Linked DNA regions of Mus musculus: region 2 is linked to region 1. Evidence: chromatin contacts called from public HiChIP or PLAC-seq data. All regions are on one chromosome and are shown on one strand. The core of a region is the stretch at or near the end of the contact, and the rest is flanking DNA. Distances in the headings are between cores, read along the strand shown.

Region 1 (7,777 bases), core at 1,505-4,004:
AGATGAGCCCCTCGCTCAGGCCTCAGGACAATAGCGGACACCCAAGAACTCATGAGAGACCAAGCTTGATGCAAACCACATGAGGTGTTATTCGGGGAAAGCCAGAGCTCTGGGAATGACTCATATTCCACGCAGGGGTAGAGGAGTCGACCACGAGGGGAAAGGGGTCCCGGTTTTTATAGGCCCCCAGAGGGGAAGGAGAAGGAGGAGTAGGGGATTTCCAGATCTAAACAATGTCTATTCTCAAGAAATGGGTATGGGAGGGGTACAAGAAAAGAGTCTGGTGCAGGTGTAGCAACTCAGGATTGGCTGGGCTGTGGTTGCTGGGGAGATTTTCCGACTCTTTCCCAGCAACCAATATCACAAACACCTGGCAAATGGGCTTCATCAGTGGGCACACACATGGGTTCAAGGAACGGTCAAAACATTGGCAGACACACAGGTTCAAGGAGTGGCCAGAGCATTGTGCGCCTCTATTTTTCTAAATCAGGGAAGCTAGTTCTGCTAACAATGAAATCTATCTTGTCAATTTCAGGGCTTCTGTGACCTTTTACATTCTGTCAGGATCTTTTACTACCTGACCTACATAGTGAATTCCAGGCAAGCTAGGGCTACACTGAGAGAGCCTATCTCAAAAATAACTATCTAATTAATAAACAATCCCAATACCCCATCTATTTTCTTTATTTGAGTGGGGAGAAGAAAGAAGAAACCACATCCCAGGGATGGAGAGATGGCGCAGTGGTTAAGAGCATGCACTGTTCTTCCAGAGGACCTGAGTCCAGTTCCCAGCACCCACAGGTCAGGCAGTTCATACTCATCTGTAACTCCAGCTCCAGGAGGTCTGATGCCTCTGGCTTCCAAGGGCACCCAGTGCTAGAGTATACATCGTCCCTGAAAAAGAGCAGCTCTTGAAAGGTTTTTGGTGTGGCCGCCAGTGGCAACTGTGCTACAGAACCATCGCCCACTCTTTTCTTCTCTTACATTACTACTGGACCAATTTGTTTGTAAAAAGGTAAAAATTGCCAGGTGTGGTGGCGCACGCCTTTCATCCCAGCACTCGGGAGGCAGAGGCAGGCGGATTTCTGAGTGCAAGGCCAGCCTGGTCTACAGAGTGAGATCCGGGACAGCCAGGGCTACACAGAGAAACCCTGTCTCGAAAAACAAAAACCAAAAACCAACCAACCAAACAAACAAAAAAACCCCAAAAAGGTAAAAATTTCTTGAACAGACATATTCCAAGTACTGAGACTGTAATAATAGAAGAACATCTTTGTTTTTGAGTCTAGTGGCCCTTGCCAGACTTCCAGGAGAGTCCATGGATTTGGTTAAGATCATAGTGTGTCAAGTTTGAGCTGAGATTATAAGCCGGTACCACATGGATTTGGTTAAGATCATAGTGTGTCAAGTTTGAGCTGAGATTATAAGCCGGTACCACCTTTGGCTCTTTTGCTAGCTATGTGATTTTGGGGAAATGACTTGTTTGTGCTTCAGTTTCCTTATTTGTAAAATGGGGATTTAAAAAAAAAACATAATTTAAGAGGCATTGTGGCATAAACCTGTAATCTTAACACTTGAGAAGCGGAGACAGGAGGATTACTATGAATTTGAGCTGAGCCTGGGTTCTAATGTGAGTGCTGGCCCAGTCAAGATAACGGGATGGTATCTAAAACAAACAAACAAACAAACAAACATCAGTTATCTGTCTCTTGGGACAGGTAGAGGTGGGGGTAATGTTAGTCCTCTACCTACTGTGTGTGGCAGCCTGCAGGAGCCAGCCAGAACCACAAGGTAATTATCACCGAAATAACAACTTGAAGGTCACTCTCTGTGTGCCAGGGCCGCTCAGTCATCAGGCAGGCGAGTGTGCAGACAGGAAAGGCGGTGGGGAGCAGGAGGGTGGAAGGAAGTGTGGCAACCCCATGAAGGCAGAGGTTATGGGCACTGTGCCTGCCAGCTGGGGAAAGCTCTGACTCATGAGAGGTCCTGGTGTCACTGTGTGTCTATCGGGTGGGGAAGGGTGGGGTCCCTGTGGGGCTTGGCATTTGTCCCTGCACAAAGATCTCTGGCAGGACTGGGTTTGTATAGTTATGTTAACCCAAAAAAAAAAAAAAAAAAAAAAAAAAGTGTGACTTGGAGCTTGAACCCAGGACTAAATGCATCCAGGCAAGAGCTCTACCACGGCGATCCATCCCCAGATCCACATCTTGAGATCAATCACCCTGAAGTCACAAAGTTTAAGCCATGCCAGACACAAACTAGAAAAATGACCAAATCCTGGGCCAGGTTTGCAAGACTGACCAAAGCTGCAGCCAGAAGGCCGGGAAGCAGCTGGAGATAGCCCACATCTCTCTTCTGTTCTCTTACACTGCGTTCCCCTCCCCCTTGCTTCTTTCTGTTCCCCATTTATTCGAGGTCTGTTTGTGGTAAGCAGGCACAGCTACACCTGGCTAGTAACACGCAAGCCTTAGGAATTACAGTTTTGCTGTGCTGATGCCGGAACCTATGGCCTTGGGGAGATTCCCACTAAGCCACTCCCACACCCTTGACATATGCCCTTATTAAACCGAGTTCAAGAAGAAGGGACGAGTTCTGATCAGCTTACTTTTTTCTGTAGGAATTATGCTGTTTGCTTTTGCTTCTTATCTAAGTCAACAGAAAAGCAAAAGTAATCAGAGAACCAGCTATGAGGACCGCCTTGGCCCCAGAGCCCTGCACGCAGTGATCATGTAGTCTTTGAACTCAGTTCCAGATCAGTTCTGTTTTCTCTCAGCAAAGACCTGCCAGTTCTTGGTTTCTGCTTCTGCAAAGCCACCCTTCACCAGATTGCACAGGTGCAGGAACAAGAACTTGGTAGTTTGATAAGAGAATTCTCATCCAGTTATCCGACGGATCCGGGTTTTAGCCTAGTTGAGAGGTGCTGAAGCAGAAGAATTGTCATTTGAGTTTGAGGCCAGTCTAGAGGACATAGCATGGTTCTGATGCTTGACTCAGTGTACAGACAAACAACAAATCCACACCTGGGGCTGGAGAGATGGCTCAGTAGTCAAGGGCACTGGCTGCTCTAACACAGGTCCTGAGTTCAATTCCCAGCAACCACATGGTGGCTCACAACCATCTGTAATGAGACTGATGCCCTCTTCTGGTGTGTCTGAAAACAGCTATAGTGTACTCATATGCATAAATGAATAAATCTTAAAAAAAATCCGAATCTGAAACCCCAAATAAACAAGCAACCCCCAATAATCCCTCTAAAAAAAATAAAACCAAACCTGTGCCCAAATTCTGTTTTAGCTGTACATTACCTTTAAGCAACTTCTAGGTGGAGACCCCTCTTGATATAGGTTTTACAGTTTAGCCCAACAATAGCTAGGCTCAGTAGCCAATGCCTGCAACTCCAGCAATCTACTGGTGGAGGCAAGAGCAGTTTAGGGCAAATCTGTACCAACATAATTGAGCTCAAGAGCAACATAGAGAACTCAGCACAACAAATATAGTATTCTCTCACCCCCTCCCCTGTTCCCAGTATTTTATGTGGGTGGCATATTAAGTAGTAGTGGAACACACATCTTGACTTTTCCAAGAATATAATTAATATTATTTTGTGAATAATAATATTTAATAATAATAATTATTACAGTAAGAACAACAACCACTACAACACTGATAGCCTTATTTTGAAAGGGTCTTACTCTGTAGCCCAGGCTGGCCTAGAACTCATGGTACTCCTACTGCCTCAGTTTCCCAAGTGCAGGGATAGTAATCAAAAAAATATCAGTGAGTTCTGAAGCCAGGCTTGGGAAAGAATTCCCTGACTTACAGAGGGGTGTGGTTTATTGGATGCAAGGCATATACACCTCAATGAAGCCTTTTTAAGACTGTGTTGTTTCATTTTGTTTTTTAGATTCTTTTAAAAACTACATTTATCTTTGTGTGTCTGTCTGTATGTGTGTGAGTGTGCTTATGTGGAGGTCAGAGGCCAACTTGCCAGTTTGTTTTTTCCTTCCATCCCATCCCTTGAGTCCTGGGGATTGGGTTCAGCTTGTCGGGCTTAGGGGCAAATAAATGCCTTTACCCACTAGCCCATCTCTCTAGTTCCGTTTTTTGAGCTTTTTCTTTGTTTGTTTGTTTTGAGCTTTTTTTTTTTTTTTTTTAATTTTTAAACAGGGTCTCTCTTTGTAGTCTTGGCTGTTTCGGAACTCACTCTGTGGCCTCAAACTCACAGAGAACTGCCTGCCTCTGTCTCCCGAGTGCTGGGATTAAAGGTGTGTGCCACCATGCCTGGCTATTGAGATTTTTAAGACAGGTCTCAATGTGTATCTCAGGTAAGCCTTAAACTTGATAGGTAGACAGGCTGGCTTTGAATTCCAGAATTTCTACCTAAACCCTTTCACTCTGAAATTACAGATGTATCTGATGAATAAAGCTTTTCCTTTCCTTTTGGTGATAGAAAGAGAAGGCAGTTTATTAAAAAAAAAAAAAGTGTTTACAAGGTACTTCAAAGGGTGAAAGTGGGATAAGGGGACCAGGAGGATAGATGCTCAGAAGCAGGACAAGGGGACCAGGAGGATAGATGCTCAGAAGCGGGACAAGGGGATCAGGGGGATAGATGCTCAGAAGCGGGACAAGGGGACCAGGAGGATAGATGCTCAGAAGCGGGACAAGGGGACCAGGAGGATAGATGCTCAGAAGCGGGACAAGGGGACCAGGAGGATAGATGCTCAAAAGCGGGACAAGGGGACCAGGAGGATAGATGCTCAGAAGCGGGACAAGGGGACCAGGAGGATAGATGCTCAGAAGCCGGTTTTAGCCGGGCGTGGTGATGCTTCTTTGATCCCAGCACTGGGAGGCAGAGACGAGCAGATCCCTGGGAATTCCAGGACAGCCAGGGAAAGACCCTTGTCTCAAAACAAAAAGTTGATTTTATAAACTGCAAAGGGTTAATGGAGTTTCTAGTACATACCCATGTATATATAGATCATCAAGTGTTACTAAATGACATTCATTTGGACTCTTTCATAGGGAAAACCTGGAAACTATAGATACATGTTTCCTTCCCATTCCTTTTCACACCCGTTTTCCACCCCTTCCCACTGGCAAGTTGTCCTCATAACGTTGATTTGGTCCTTTTTTGTCTAATACGTGTATCTGGGCACGGAGCTCAGTGGTAGAATACCACTGAGGGGGCCCTAGGGTTGCCTAAGAACAACAATAAAAGCTGCGTGCACTCATAGACATGCTTGCGGTATGAGGAGGTTGCACAGGCCACGTTTGAGCGATGAGTCAGTCAGCGGCATTGCCAGCAATAATATTCTGGCTTACGAGCCTTCCCCAGGGCTACACTAACTACCTGTGTTTGAGGAGCTGCTAATGCTATTTATATAATTATGAGTGTGTTTATACTGATCTTAATTCTCAGTTTTCAACATTGGGGCAACTTGGCACAAATGGGAATTTAGTGTGTTATGACATTTCTACAAGTGTTTAAAGATGCATTGCTTATAAACTTTCAAATCCAAAGCCAACGTGCTTTCAAGCAGTGTAGATATTTGACTGATAGCAGTGTGATTGCAAGCATCATGGAATATACTTTTTATGAGTGTGTCTGGACTTGTGTGTATGAGTGTATATATAGGGTGGGGTCTGCTATGTGTACCTCAGAGGCTAATACTGAGTGTCTTCTTCAATAGCTTTCTTATTTTTGAGGCAGGGTCTCTCCCTGAATTTGAAACTCACTGGTTTGGCCAGCAAATCCCAGGGACAGCAGAATGTTTTCCTATTAAATATAGCAAATGTGGGCCTGGAGAGATGGCTCAGCAGTCAAGAGCACTTAGTGTTGTTCTTCCAGAGGACCTGGGTTCAATTCTCTGCACTCAGTGATGGATCCTCTTGTGCTGAGATTACAGGCATGTGTCTTGCTGGCTTTTTTATTTTATTTTATTTTTTTTACATGTATCTGTTTGAGGTCAGAATTTAGGTTCTCATGTTTGCACACCAAGCATTTAATGACCAAATCATCTCTACAGTCCCAAGACATAATAAAATTCATCTAGAATACAGATTCAATAACATGTTTTCAAAACAGTTAACACCAAGGCAGTCCTAGTTAATTGTTAATTGGCAGACTTGACAATTTTATCTATGTATGAGACATAGTCACAGGGACTGATGTAGTTTTTCTTAACCTCTTAAAATTATTCATTGCTTTGTGCACACCCGTTTGCCACGGTGCTTGTGTGGATGGTGAAGGACAACTTTTGGAAGTCAGAACTTTGCTTCAGACATGTGAGTCCCAGGATTGAACCTGGGTGGACCCTCTCTTGTGAGCCATCTTGTGGTCCCTAGGATTTTTTTTTTCAATTGTTGCTAGGTGTGTGTGTATAATGGACCACATTTTATATTGTCTAGATTTTATACCCCCTTCCTCTCTGGACCTTTCTTAGCTTTCCTGCCTCTCAGGACTCCTTAAACCTTTTGAACTCTGCTGTGACCTCTCAGATCTTTACAGCTTTAACCATGGCTATCACAGGAAGTGGGAACACTTCCCATGCTGCCATTGAAACCGCCATATCTTGTGAATTCATGGCTATTCAATGAATTCTGATATGTGGAAAGATAGACATGTGTTTATCTATGTTTCTGACCTAGCACACTCAGGACATTATTATTATTATTATTATTATTATTATTATGGCATGGTCTTCCTTTATAACTCAGGCTGACCTTAACCTCCCTAGTCCTAGAAATAAGGTATGTATTTCCATGCCCTGCTTGCGATTTTAAGCCACAGATACAGGTTTCTCAAGACAATACTAATTTTGGTTTCCAAGCAGAATAGCTTTTTCCATTAACTGTAGCAATGTGAGGCTGCAGAGATGGTTCAGTGGTCCAGAGGACTGGGTTCCATTTTCAGCACCCTCATGAGGGATTCAGTCCTCTGTAGGCACCTGTATTGCACATGGTACACAGGCATACATGCAGGCACAACACCCACACACACAAAATAAAAAGATCTGAAAAAAAAAGTACTTGTTCTGAGCAGAAAACAACTTTTCTTCATAGGAGGAACACTGAATCCAACTTCAAACCGTCTACATGAACAATGGTTTACATGAACAATGGTATATAGAGTTTTCGTTTTATTTTGAATTAGGAGTTGCCCTACCATTTGCTTATGGCTTTAGAATTTTAGATACATCTTCCATTTTCATTGGCTATTGACTTGACTTTTACAAAGGTGGCTAAGTTCGCTCTAGGAGCAAGTTCATTGTCATTATGTCAGCAACCTGTCAACATGTCATTGAAGCCTCAGCTGGATTATGAATATTACTCAATATAATGTCTTCCTGTCATCAAGTTTCAGAGATGACTTTATTAAACTGGCTATACCACAGGGCAGAGTTGGTCACAGTGACTGGTATGCGGTAGGGTAGAAGGAAATGTCGTTTGTTGCTGTAGAAGATGCAGGACTTCCCCTCTGTGGAAAACTGTAACACCTTAAGAATGGAGACACTGGGCATGTGTGCTGGCTGGCTCAGCATGGAAAGGGGAGGCTCTGACTGATGCTCTGACTTCAACTCTCAGACCCGCATAATGGAAAGAGAGAATAGATTCCACAAAGCTATCCTCTACCATGGCAGAGATGTAGGAGGAGGCTTGCCTAAGCATCTACAGGGCCCTAAATTCAGTCTCTAGTGCTGCAAAAACAAATACTCAACACCAGAAGGGAGATTTTGATTTTGAAGATTCATAGCTGATATGGGGAGATACTGAACAT
Region 2 (7,777 bases), core at 3,703-6,202, 920 kb before region 1:
TGTAACAGGTTCCAGGCCAGCCAGGGCTACCAATGGCAAGACGGCTCCAGAAGCCATATGGAAGGAAAGAACTAACTCCACAAGTGACCACACACAGTGTGGCATCACCCACCCCTAACCCCCAAATACACAAGCAATAAAAAATAAAGTTTAAATAACAACAACAACAAAAATAAGCCACCAAAATATCACACTCTCAGGCATGGTGGGCCAAAGCTGCTAAGGACTAACCTGAGGAGAGATGAAAACCTCACATCAGAAGTGCAACAGACACTAAACATTGGAAAGGGAACTTTGAACCCTTTCCACAATAGCTGCAGCGATAGCCGACAGCAGCAGGAAGAGCTAGGAAACCCTCAGACACCAGACACCATTCCAGAGATGTGTGCTGTGACAGTTGAGCAGCCTGAGACCCTCTATGAGTCACACTCACAGAAAACGACATGTAAAATAAAAACGCTTTATGCTGCACCCTGAGGAATAGCACACTCCAAAACCTCCATCCAGTCTGCACAGCGTTCAGGAAGCTGCCAACCTGCAGAACTCTCACCCAGGCCGCAAGAGCGTGCAGGGCATTTGCAGAGCTTCGTGGGACAGAGCCCTGAGGGGCTAGCAGAGGCTTGAACAGATCTGTGGTCCCTCCTGTGTAGCACTGTCTACAGACTGGACAGCATGGGCCATGTAACCAAAGGAAGACAGCGCCACCCAGCAGCAGGGAAGACGTGAGAAGCCAGTCAGTTTTTTGTTTTTTGCTTTTTAAAATTGGATGTTTTTCTTTATTTACATTTCAAATGTTATCCCCTTTCCCAATTTCCCCTCCAGAAACCTCTTATCCCATCCCCGCCCCCTGCTTCTATGAGGGTCCCCACCCACCCAACCACCCACTCACTCACTCCCACCTCCCTACCCTGGCATTCCCCTTCACAGAATCAAGGGCCTCTCCTCCAATTGATGCCCAACAAGGCCATCCTCTGCTACATATGTGGCTGGAGCCATGGGTCCCTCCATGTGTACTCCTTGGTTGGTGATTTAGTCCCTGGAAGCTCTGGCGGGTCTGGTTGGTTAATATTGTTGTTGTTCTTGGGGAGTTACAAACCACTTCAGCTCCTTCAGTCCTTTCTCTAACTCCTCCATTGGGGTCCCCTTGCTCAGTCTAATGGTTGGCTTCGAGCATCCACCTCTGTACTTGTCAGGCTCTGGCAGAGGCTCTCAGGAGACAGCTGTATCAGGCACTTCTTGGCATCAGCAATAGTGTCTGGGTTTGGTGCCTGTATATGGGATGGATCCCCAGGGGGACAGTCTCTGGATGGCCTTTCCTTCAGTCTCCACGCCTCACTTTGACTCCATATTTCCTGCCACGAGTATTTTGCTTTCTGTATTTCCACCCACCTCTCTCCCTCTTTTGACTACTACCCAACGCAATTTTAGCAGGCTGGCTTGGACTTTTGCTTTGTTTTGTTGTTGTTTTCGAGACAGGGTTTCTCTGTGTAGCCCTGGCTGTCCTGGAACTCACTCTGTAGACCAGGAACTCAGACATCCGCCTGTGTGATGGGACGCTTTACCTGCCGCTTCAGGCTACCTTAAGCAAGATTCCCTCAATCCTCCCCCAGCTTTTTTTTTTTGTGTCCCTAAAGTTCCCCACTTCTACTTATACTTCCCTCTTCTACTTCCAAAGATCCCAACTCTGATTACTAGTCTTACTTTGTTTCTTCTGTTTCTTTTCTCTTTCCATCCACACCCGCTATCCTGGTTAAGTTTGTTTGTTTGTTTGTAAGATTACTCAAGGGATTGATGTAGTGGTGCATGCCATTAATCCAACACTCCAGAGAAACAGGTGGCTGAGTTTGAGGCTAGCCTGGTCAACATTATGAGTTCTAGGCCAGCCAAGGATACATAGTGAGATCCTATTTCTTTCTTTGTGTGTCTGTGGTTGTGTGAGTTTTATGTGCATGTGTGTATGTATGGAACTGTAGAGGCCAGAAGAGGATGTCAGATCCCTTGGAACTGGAGTTACAGGCATTTGTGAGCTGTGTGACATGGGTCCTGGGATCTGAACTCTGGTCCTCCTGGTTGAGCAGCAAGTGTTCTTAACAGCTGACTTATCTCTACAGTCCCTGTCTTGGTTAGCTTTAACGGTTGACCTGTCACAGCCCAGAGCAGTGGTTCTCAGCCTTCCCAATCTGCATCCTTTTAATAAAGTTCCTCATGTTGAGGTGACCCCCAATGATAAAATGACTCCGTTGCTACTTCATAACTGTAAGTTTGGTACTTTTATGAATTGTAATGTAAATGTATCCTGATATGCAGGATAGCCGATATGCGACCCCGTGTAGGGGTTTCAATCTACAGGTATAGAACCACTAGACTAGATTCTTTTGAGAGGAGAGTTACAAATGAAGAATTGGCTAGGTCATATTGACTTTTGGCCATGGCTGGTGGCGTAGGGGTGGGGGTTGTGTAGACTGTTAGCTGATGTGGGCAGACCCAGCCCACTGTGGGTGGTACCATCCTAAGTTGGTCCTAAACTATATAAAAAAGTTAGTCCACCTATGAACCTGCAAGCCATCTCTTTTTTTGTTTTTGTTTTTCGAGACAGGTTTTCTCTGTATAGCCCTGGCTGTCCTGGAACTCACTTTGTAGACCAGGCTGGCCTCGAACTCAGAAATCTGCCTGCCTCTGCCTCCCTCGTGCTGGGATTAAAGGCATGCGCCACCATGCCCTGCTGCAAGCCATCTCTTGCGTGGTTCTGGCCACACTTCTTTGACTGTTGAATGAATTCCTTGGCTGGAAATAATGCTATATACAATATGGAATAGCAAGTAGGCCTGCCTTCAAGTTCCTACCTTGATTTCCCTCAGTGAAGAACCTGGAGTGTTACCTGGAGTTGTACCCTAAAATAAATCTTTTGTCTGCTAGGTTGCTTTTGTTAGTGTTGTATCATAGCAGCAGCAGAAAGGAACTGAGAATCCCCAGGAGAACTGATTAGTGTGTTCAGTGCTATGGCTGTCTCTGCTCCTTGCAAGCATTAGTGCCTAAAGGACTCTTGCTGCGCTAACTCTCTATTTCCATAGTAGCTCCACCCTCAATAGTGATTCATTCTATTGGCAGGGGAGGGCTGAGGATCCACAGAGCTGTTGTCAGGAAACCAGTCTATCAGGGGAAAACAGCACTTCAACCCTGCTTTAACATATCCATTCCTGAACATTACAAACACTAACTCTGAAAGGAGATGATCTCGAGTCAGCCAGAAGATTAACTCTTTTTTATTGGATATTTTCTTTATTTACATTTCAAATGTTACTCACTTTCCCCGTTCTCCCTCACCCCAAAACCCCCTATTCCATCCTCCCTCCCCCTGCTTCTATAAGGGTGTTCCTCCACCCACTACCCTCTTCCACCTCACCACCCTTGATTCCCCTACACTGAGGCATCTATTGAGCCTTCATAGGACCAAGGACAAAAATGAACTCTTGATGTTTAAGTCCCTACACAGAAACACGAGTAACATGAAAATCCAGGATGTTCCTCTCTAAAATCTACCAACCCCAGAGTAATGGCCCCCAGTGAGAATGACTGATAGGGAAATTCCAGACAAAGAATTCAGAAGAATGATTATAAATACATTCAAAGAAGCTGAGCAGTGGTGGCACACGCCTTTAGTCCCAGCACTTGGGAGGCAGAGGCAGGTGGATTGATTTCTATGGGTTCAAGGCCAGCCTGAGCCACAGAACTCTGGGTCAGAGAAATCTTGTCTCTGTGTGTGTGTGTGTGTGTGTGTGTGTGTGTGTGTGTGTGTGTAGAAAGAGAGAGAGAGAGTGTGTGTGTAGAAAGAGAGAGAGAGAATATATATATGAATATATATATGTATACACACACATACACACACACACATATATATACATATATATGTGTTTGTGTGTATATATATATATATATGTATATATACTAAGAAATGAGAGTATAAATAAACTTGAATGAATTCCAAAATATTTTAGAAAATACAAACCTCTAAACAAAATGAATCAATGTAGGAATGTACAAATGCGATTAAATAGAGAACTAGACACACTGAACAAAACCCATACTGTACGAATGCTGGAAATCGACACTGAGTAAGCAGTGTCAGGGGGCTCAGCAGGTAGAAGGACTTGCTGTGGAAAGCTGACAACCTGAGTTCAGTCTCTAGAGCCCATTCCTGAGGGTTGTCCTCTGACTCCACGTGTGTTTTGTGGCATGTGCCCGTCCCCATCATACGCACACAGCAATGATAAATAGGGCAAGTGAGATGACGCAGTCGGGTGCCTGCTGCCAAGCACGACGGCCGGAACTTATCTTGGGAGCTACATGGTAAATAAAGGAGAGGACTGACTCCTGCAAGCCACCCTACCCAAATAAAAGCCCATTTCTCAGCATGAAATAAAAGTCAGAACACAGAAAATATATATTTTAGGGTTTTTTTTTTTTAAATATTTTTGTTTTTCAAGACAGGGCTTCTTTGTGTGTCCCTGGCTATCGTGAAACATCCACCTGCCTCTGCCTCCTGAGTGTTGGGATTAAAGGCATGTACCACCATGGCCTGGCTGCATTTCAGGTTTGTTAGGACGATAATTGCCCACCCATATTAGTATTGTAAGGGAGGATTCAGCGAAACCCCTGCACTGGGCCATGCAACGCCCAGATAGAAAAGTTTATCGGGGGAGCAAACTGCCAATCTGTCTCCAAGAATAGAGGACAGCAGCTTAGCAGGAAGGCAGGCAGATTTTATATGGTAGAGGGTGTGGGTCCTTGAGCTGACGCAGGCTGTTAGGATTAATTAAGGTAGTTGGGCCTAGATAAAGGAGGTAGTGGTTTTCCTGGCAAACAGAAACCTTCCTTGCAAGATTCGTGAGGAATGCTGAGTTTAGGCTTCTGTTTACCCAATACGATCCTTCTGTTTACCCGGTCAGAGTCCTTCTGTTTAGGACATTGTCACCAGCACTGCCACCTTAGGGGCCTGGTTTAAACTTAATAAGTCTACCCAGGAAAACTAGCTGTTGTAGTTGATGGAAAAAGAGCATCCTATAATAAAAGCAGAGTAAGGGATTGATGGCCACTAAACCAGATCTGTAGTGGATACTGAAAGGGTTGGCCTGAAGTAAATGATTAACACAACTAAGAGGCTTTAGATAATACAATGATTATTGCCCGAGCTTTTGTCCCTGCCGGCAAGAACACACTCAGGACAACCGGAATCTTCTGTGGCAAAAGCTTTATTGCTTACTTCTCAGGAAGACCCCGAACCCAGAAAATGGCGCTGCTTATATAGCCTGCAGTGTGACGTTTCAGCACCTGATGTGGCGTGACAGCTCCTGATTCGTTGCTCGCCCATCATCCCATTACTACGCCCCAAGATGGGCAGTGACGAGGCCTGAGTCCACTCTTGCACCTGCGTACAAGGCTTGTTTACTAGTTAGGCACAGCGGAGGCCAGCGCCATCTTATAATGGCGATTGCTCGCAGCACGCACGGCTCTCCACAGCGATTGCTCGAGGTACAGCTCTCCACAAATGATAGCTAAACAAATATGAATTTGGGAAACACCAAACACTACCAAATTATAGTAAGCAATATACACCTTCCAATAATACTTCTGAATACTAATGATTTCCAATCACAGGACACCAACCAGATGTAAAGCAGAACCTGTTCTTTTGCTGCTTCCAAGAGGCACAAACACATTTCACCATGAAAGGCAGACACCGTCTCACACTAAGAGGCTGGAAAAGGTGTTTCAAGCAAATCAAACTAGGAAATAAGCAGCATTCCCTAATCTACTAGCTGACAAACCAAACCCCCAAAACTCTAAAGCAGCCGGGTGGTGGTGGCGCGTGCCTTTAATCCCAGCACTCAGGAGGCAGAGGCAGGCAGATTTCTGAGTTCGAGGCCAGCCTGGTCTACAAAGTGAATTCCAGGACAGCCAGGGCTACACAAAGAAACCCTGTCTCGAAAAAAAGAAAAAGAAAAAGAAAAAGAAAAAATCTATCAAAAGGACGTTACAATTCTAAACATATGTGCACAAAATATACAGTCATCAGAAAAACAAAACAAATTGGAATAAACCTAACCAAGGAAATAAAAGATCTTTTGTTTTGAGTTGAGATTTTTTTCTTCCAGTTCCCACTGATAAGATACCCATCCTATAAACAAACTCTCATCTGTGCTTCAGTAGACAACTCAGATGAACTTTACACACACACACACACACACACACACACACACAATGTGAAAGTAGAAGGGAAGTGAATTGGGAAGAAGAAGGCATGGAAAGACCCCAACACAAGGGTAACGAAGAGTGAAAATGACCCAACTACATAATGTGAATGTGTACAGTGTAAAGTTAATATATGCCAATAGAACATTTTAGAAGCCTTAGAAAAACACCATTTTCTTTTTAAGTTACTGTGGTAGGGCATACTAAAACTAGATTGCATTTATAATCTGTGGCCTGGGAAAGATAGCTCACTTGGTAAAGTGTCCACAGTCTAAGAATGAGGGCCCATGTTCAGATCCCTAGCAACAGGTGAAAGCCAAGCTTGGTGGAAAACAATCTGTGACCTAGATCCAGGCAGAGCAGAGAGAAATGAATCCCCAGGGGTTTGCAAACCAGCCAGTCTCACTAAGATGGCTCCTCCAGAGTCACTGAGGAGAGAGATCTCAATGTTGTGACGGTACATGAAAGAGTAGTAAACTCAGTGCTCCAAGGTATGCTAATCATAAAACAGATAGCGACATTCCTTCCTCCACCCACCCGCTTCCTGGGTTCAAAGAGTGTTCATTCAAAGAAAGTCACCCTGACCCACCCTGACCATTGCTGGAACCCACTATGCAAAGGTGCTATTGCTAGGGGCTCTTAGATTGTTAGGGGCTCTTAGAAACTGTCTTGAGAGATAACCTGACACTTGTGACTTTGTACTTCCTTGTGACTCTTAACTGGTATTTTTGGTATTTTCCAACAACGCCCTTCCCACCTCCTTGAGTTGTGGTTCCTTCCTTTAAATTCCCCCTTACTCAGCTACTCGGGGCGCCACGGTCCTCTACCCCTGCGTGGTGTATGACCGTGGGCCTGAGAGCACTCTTGAATAAAAATCCTCTTGCAATTTGCAGCAAGACCGTTTCTCGTTGGTGATTTTGGGGTGTCGCCTCTCCTGAGTCAGAACGTGGGGGAGTCCTCACGTTGTGGGTCTTTCATACACACCTTTAATCCTGAAGTTACTGAACTTGGAGATCATAACCTGTTCTCCAAGCTCAATAAGCCAATTTAAAAGGCCACAATAAAAGTGGAAAGCAGGGGCGATGGCTCAGTGGTTAAGAGCATTGCCTGCTCTTCCAGAGGTCCTGAGTTCAATTCCCAGCAACCACATGGTGGCTCACAACCATCTGTACTAAGATCTGATGCCCTCTTCTGGTGTGTCTGAAGACAGTGACAGTGTACTCATATACATGAATAAATAAACCTTAAAGAGAAAGAAAGAAAAAAAAGTGGAAAGCAGAAAGGAGATGAAGAGCTTATGACCTGAGAACTTCAGCATCTTCAGGATGTTAAGATGGAGGAAAGGTCAACATATCAACCTCCCACTGGTACTTACAACTTTTAGGCTGCATAGGAAAGCTCTGAATCTGTAATCTTCCACCTCAAGGTTCCCTTTTCTAAAACCCCAAGCTTGCTGCACCTGGGCACAGTCCTGACTCCCTTGGACAGACCACTACCCTTCTTTGTTCTGGTTAGGGGACAAGCTGTC

Evidence for each region. HiChIP or PLAC-seq counts read pairs in DNA pulled down with a chosen protein or histone mark.
Region 2: a contact with region 1 is called in a FOXA1 HiChIP or PLAC-seq map of pancreatic cancer cells. The contact joins two enhancer-like sites. A contact is called at or near these places in 4 of 115 datasets of contacts at active chromatin or transcription factors (acute myeloid leukemia, embryonic stem cells, large pre-B cells and 1 more).

What each region holds. Positions count from the first base shown.
Region 1 is chr6:119,390,553-119,398,329 of GRCm38.p6, reverse strand. It overlaps a transcript of Adipor2 not described here. Among named protein-coding and RNA genes, the nearest start is that of Adipor2, 5.7 kb to the right of the region's middle. Within about 2 kb of position 2,754, at least 189 of the 459 cell types and tissues checked have an H3K27ac peak or open chromatin away from gene starts, as enhancers often do. A contact at or near this core is called in pancreatic cancer cells, where this site is marked.
Region 2 is chr6:120,315,851-120,323,627 of GRCm38.p6, reverse strand. No RefSeq gene overlaps it. Among named protein-coding and RNA genes, the nearest start is that of B4galnt3, 25 kb to the right of the region's middle. Within about 2 kb of position 4,952, at least 16 of the 459 cell types and tissues checked have an H3K27ac peak or open chromatin away from gene starts, as enhancers often do. A contact at or near this core is called in pancreatic cancer cells, where this site is marked.